Linked DNA regions of Bos taurus: region 1 is linked to region 2. Evidence: chromatin contacts called from public Hi-C data. All regions are on one chromosome and are shown on one strand. Each heading gives the region's core, a stretch centred on a gene start, on an enhancer-like site or on the middle of the called end of the contact. The rest is flanking DNA. Distances are from core to core; before and after follow the strand shown. Region 1 overlaps PREX1 (phosphatidylinositol-3,4,5-trisphosphate dependent Rac exchange factor 1). Region 2 overlaps PREX1 (phosphatidylinositol-3,4,5-trisphosphate dependent Rac exchange factor 1).

Region 1 (2,700 bases), core at 61-2,560, 50 kb before region 2:
TGGAGCTGGCAACTGACCCCTTGGTTCTGGGCCAGGAGAGGTGAGGCTATTTCAGGCTGGCTGGCCTAGGGCCACTGAAGATTGGTAGAGGCAGGTGGCCAGTTGCTGGGGAGGGTGGGTAGCTTCTGCAAGAAGCTGCTCCCAGGAGGAGTGAGGCCAGGGTCACCGTGGGGTATAGGCAGTCAATGCCTTCATTCACAAATTCACTTCTTAAACAAACAGATGTTAAGCACCTACTAAGTGTCAGACATATGGGCTAGATGTTGGCACATGGCCAGTACAAGATGGACAAAGTTCTTGCCCTCGTGGAATCTTCACACAGTACAAAAAGAGATGGCTTGAGCAAGTGACGAGAGGTGTAATCATGATAAGATAATCCACTGAGGTCCTGCTGGGTGCCAGGTACTGTATGAATTATCTCTTTGAGCCCTTGCAGTAACCCTTTGGAGTAGAGACTGTCATTATATCTATTTTGCTCCTGGGGAAGCCAAGGCCCAGAGAGGCTGAGGAAATTGCTCAAGTCCACACAGTTTGGGGAGAAGGCAGTGGCAACCCACTCCAGTGTTCTTGCCTGGAGAATCCCAGGGACAGAGGAGCCTGGTGTGCTGCCCTCTATGGGGTCGCACAGAGTCGGACACGACTGACGCGACTTAGCAGCAGCACACAGTTTGGAGTGGGTGCCCCGAGGAGAAAGGAAGGGGGAGGTACCCTGGTGACGGAGGTGGTGTCATCTGTTGACATGAGGTGGTCAAGGGAGGCCTCTGAAGAGGTGGCCGAGAAGGAGCCCGCTGAGGAAGGAGCTGAGAGAAGCGTGCTCCAGGTGGTGGGCACAGCGTGTGCAAAGGCCCTGAGGCAGGGCCCAGTTCGGCTTGCTGAAGAGGAGGTCAGGTTGGCGTGGGCAGCAGGGGTTCTGGCGGTGTGAACCTCACGTGCACGGTGAGCCGTTTGGGCTTGAGTCTTAGTGGGATGAGGAGGCCCTGGGGTGTGGCACCGTCTGACTGATGACCTGAAACTCAGGACTGCATGGCGCCCTTCCCAAGGTCCAGCAAACACCTCCTGCTTCCTTCCTGGGCACCTCGCCAGGAGGAGGACCACATCTTCCCCTCCCACAGGCAGCTCCCCCCTGTCTGTGCCCCGGCTGTCTAGTGACCTGGGCGATTCTGTCCTCTGTCTGGGTGGGTGCTGTGAGCCGACCACACGTGGAGAGGAGTTTGGGCCCCTCTTCGTGGCCTGGGTGTGGACGGGCTGCACTGGGAGGGCTGTTGAGGTGTGAGACGGGTGCCTGCTTCCCGTGAGGGAGGGCCACCCCATGTTTTCTGTTCAGGAAACTGATTTGCATGATTAAAAACTGTTCGGTGGCACCTCTGACTCCACCCTCCACTCACAGCCGTCACAACAGCACTTAACCTGGCGTCAGCTCGCGTGTCTTTTACACACCCACTTCACAGATGAGAAAAATGGAGGCACTGAGGGTAACTCGCCCGGGGACCCACCCTGGGGAACTGGCCTCTGCCTCCGCTGCTCTCATCCTTGCCTCCCGTGGTCTGCTCTCCATGCACAGCCCGAGGAGCCTCGTTAGACTTGTTAGGTCGTGCCGCTGCCCCGTTCAAAGCCCTGCTGTGGCTGCCAGCGCCCTCAGTCAAAGCCAGGTCCTCAGGGTGGCCCAGGAGGTCCCACACCACTTGCCCTGTCTCTTCTCCCCTCCGTCTCTGAGGCATCTTTTTTTTTCATACCTTTTTTTTAACATTGAGGTATGATTCACACACTATACATTCTACCCCCTCAAGAGCACAGTTCAGCGGTTTGGGGTATATTCACAAAGTTGTGCAGTCATCGCTGCCGTCTAATTCCAGAGCGTCCTGTCGCCCTCCCTTGCTCCCCTCCAGCCACATGGACCCTTTCTCAGGGCCCCAGGCGTGCTCCTGCATCAGGGTCTTCCCATTTGTTCTGTCTGGAGTGCACTTCCTCCAGTATCCCCATGGCTTACTCCTTCAGGCCTCTGCTTAAACCTCGTGGTCTTCGGAAGGTCTTTTCTGACTACCCCACCACCACTTCCTGTTTGAAATTGTATTCTGCCCCCACTTACTGCTTCCTGTCTCCTTTTCTCTGGGTGGTCCTTTATTCACTCTCTCTCTCCAGCACTGTTAAAAAGTGCCTGGCACATAGTAGGTGCTCATTAAATATCTGTCAAGTGAAGAAAAAAAAAACATCTCCTCTGCACACACACACACATTTATTTGTTTATTTTTGACTGTACTACGCAGCTTGTAGGATCTTTGTTCCCCCACCAGGGATTGAACCCACATCCTTGGCAGTGAAAGTGCGTAGTCCTAATCACTGGACTACCAGGGAATTCCCATATGTTTAAAATAATGTGATGGTCTTAATTTATATAAATGCTCAGTATTTTTGTGTGGATTTTTGGGCCCTGGGGTCTGGCCCAGACTATCTGGGTCTGAATTGTGTCTCTGCCCCTCAGTGGCTCTGCGATCCTTGGCAAGGAGTTTCCCCAAGGAGTTTCCCCTCTCTCGACCTCAGTTTCCTCATCTGTAAAATGGGTTGGGACACTTTGTTCAGTGTTGGCATATGGCCAGGCTCCAGTCAATGGTAGTTGTTCTTTTATTAAAATTATTATCATGTTTTAGAATCTCAGTATTTCCCTTCTTTTTGCTCAAGAACAGTTATGGGGTCTTGTCTTGA
Region 2 (2,700 bases), core at 171-2,670:
CCAGCACTACCACTCTGACCTTTTGGAACCTCCAAGCAGTCTTCCTGTTCTTGCATCTTCTCGGAAGCAGAGCCGTGGGGCAGTGAGGGTGTGTGCACGCATGTGTGTGTGTGTGCGTGTGTGTGTGTAGCAGCTTGTCTCTGGTAACAGGCCTCACCGAAGCCAGGGCCGCGTGGGAGGGGGGACTCGGTTTGCCTGAAGTGTGTGCGTGTGCGTGTGTGTGTAGCAGCTTGTCTCTGGTAACAGGCCTCACCGAAGCCGGGGCCGCGTGGGAGGGGGACTCGGTTTTGCCTGAAGTGTGTGCGTGTGCGTGTGTGTGTAGCAGCTTGTCTCTGGTAACAGGCCTCGCCGAAGCCGGGGCCGCGTGGGAGGGGGACTCGGTTTTTGCCTGAAGTGCAGTGGGTGTGTTGGCTGCCAGAACCTGGGAGCCGCGTGTGTGGGCAGGTGGATGAACCAGGGTGGAAGGGAACCATCTCCTTTCCATCACTTTGCCGGAAAAATAAAGTTTGGAGTAATTTTGAGAGCAGTGTGACTACACCCGTTTAAGTACACAGGTCTTGCGTGCACATCTCCGTGACTGTTGCTTGCTCTTCACCACCAGGCCAAGATCTAGAACGTGCTGACCCCAGAGGTCACTTCAGGCCCCTTGCTGGTCAGCACCTGGAGACAAAAAGTAACCTGTTTGGTGTTCTGCTGAGAAAAGTAGCCGGTTTGGTCATCTCTGTCATCAGAGATGCTCTTGGCAGTTCGCTGGCTTCTGCAGCAGCGCGGTCCCACGGGGCCCACCCTTCTGTGTCTCTGGCCTCTTTGGCTCGGCCACTGTTCTTAGGACACGCCCGTGTCGTCCTGTGTGTGCGCGGTTCTTCTTTTGATTGCAGAGTTGTATTCCATTTTGTGAATACACTACAATCTGTGCATCCACTCGCCTGCTGGCGGACATCTGTGCTTTTTTAAAATACGAGTTTTTATTGTGCTCCTTTCCCGGTGCTAAGCACTTTCTATGTAATGTTTCCTTTAATCTTCCAAAGAACCCTAAGAGATAGAAGCTCTTATTTACCCTGTATTACAGATGTAGAAACAGAGGCTCAGAGGCTTATGTAACTTCCCTTCCTTTCTTCTCTTAATAATTATTTTTTGAGCATCGTGTATCTGCCTCGCACCAGTCTAAGTTCTGTGGAGACGGCAGTGATCCAGACACACAGAAATCCATTCCACTGATGAGAAAGAACCACTCATTAGTGTATAAAATAGCATGGAGTCTGTGATAACTGCTTTATAAAGAATGAAAGCAAGATGTGGAGGGGGAGAGTGTCTTCCTCCGTAATAACCTGGGGGAAGAGCCAGGCTGAGGGAATAGCACATGCAAAGGCCCCGAGGCGGGGACAAGCCTGGAGAGTCACAGGAAAAGGCAGACTAGCTGGTATGGTTGAAGGGGAGTGAGACACCCCGTTTCGGGGCAAGTATGAGGAAAATATATTGTAATCTGCGTGTTGGGGGTGGGGGCTTTCTTCTCTCATCAAAGATTGACAGATAAAAATAATATCAGTGATGGGAGTGTATGTGCTGGCATTTCATGAGGCCTCACTCTTGTGCGAGGCTGAAGCTGAGGTTCATTATCTGTGTCATCTTCTCGAGGTAGGTGTCTGAATCTCCGGTTACAGAAGAGGAAGCCGAGGTTAACACGTAGGTACCTTCCGCACTGGTAGGTGGGACCTTGAACCAGAGCCTCCCCTTGCCCTCCTTTCTCCTCCCTCACGGGGTCCCTGGGCGGTGGGTGAGGCCCCCAGCGAAGGACCTGTCAGAAGACTCCCTTGGGGGAACCTTGGTGACCTGTCAGTCTGTGGGCCCGGGGAGGCCCAGTCTCCCCAGATCACCTCGCTAGTGGGCATCATTTCTTATAATCCTCACGGTGATCCTTGAGGCAGTCTTACTGTTCTTCTTTTTGCTTTTGGCTGTGGTGTGCGATATGCAGGATCTTAGTTCCCTGACCAGGGATCGAACCTGTGCCCCTTGCAGTGGAAGGGTGGAGTCCTAACCACTGCACCGCCAGGGACTTCCCATGCTGTTCCTGTTTTCTAGATGAGGAAACAGCCCCAGAGGAAGGACCGTCTCTCTCTCTCTCTCTCATTCATTTGCTTATTTTCACTTATTCATTCAGAAATACATTAAATGCCAGGTGCTAAGTGCTGCGGGGGCGGGTAACCATGAATAAAACAGAGTGAGTGCAGCAGGAATAAAGCTGTGGCTCAGCAAGACCTCTTGGAGCTCTGGTGAGGGAGACAGGCCTTACTTGAATAATCTCATAGGTTACATTGTAGCTGTGGTGGCTCTAAGAAGGGTTTACGGAGCTGCTGGGGCCTGAACGTGGGCTTTGAGCTGGTTGAGAAGTCAGGCAAGGTGAACTGATATTAACTGGGTTAAAGGAGGGCCATGAGCGTTGTGGTTGGAGGGAATAGCACGTGCAAAGGCCCAGGGGCCGGAGCAATCTCCACGTCTTTTCAGAACAGCCTGAAGAGCCTGAAGGCTTGGTGGCAGTGGTGAGGAGGGGTCCTGCATGGCCGTTTTGCTTGTTATCCTCAGAACGGTGGGTAACCATTGGTAGGCCTGGTAGGACCTGGGGTGACCACATTTGCATTTTGTAAAGGTCTCCTTTGTGACTTGCCTGTGGTCACTCCAGCCTGAGTGCCTCACTGACCTTGG

Evidence for each region. Hi-C and Micro-C count contacts between places; a contact is called where the count stands out from the background.
Region 1: a contact with region 2 is called in a Hi-C map of an unstated tissue, with 2.0 times the contacts expected there. The contact joins two enhancer-like sites. A contact is called at or near these places in 2 of 11 Hi-C or Micro-C datasets (skin fibroblasts and an unstated tissue).

Annotation. Positions count from the first base shown.
Region 1 is chr13:77,011,236-77,013,935 of ARS-UCD2.0, reverse strand. The region is part of intron 1 of PREX1 (phosphatidylinositol-3,4,5-trisphosphate dependent Rac exchange factor 1); the gene reads left to right. Among named protein-coding and RNA genes, the nearest start is that of PREX1, 9.2 kb to the left of the region's middle. Within about 2 kb of position 1,310, at least 24 of the 102 cell types and tissues checked have an H3K27ac peak or open chromatin away from gene starts, as enhancers often do.
Region 2 is chr13:76,961,436-76,964,135 of ARS-UCD2.0, reverse strand. All of the region lies in intron 1 of PREX1 (phosphatidylinositol-3,4,5-trisphosphate dependent Rac exchange factor 1), which reads left to right. LOC112449342 (a long non-coding RNA gene) reads left to right here. Exons shown (of 3, transcript XR_009497029.1): 1 at 1-2,700. Among named protein-coding and RNA genes, the nearest start is that of PREX1, 59 kb to the left of the region's middle. Within about 2 kb of position 1,420, at least 16 of the 102 cell types and tissues checked have an H3K27ac peak or open chromatin away from gene starts, as enhancers often do.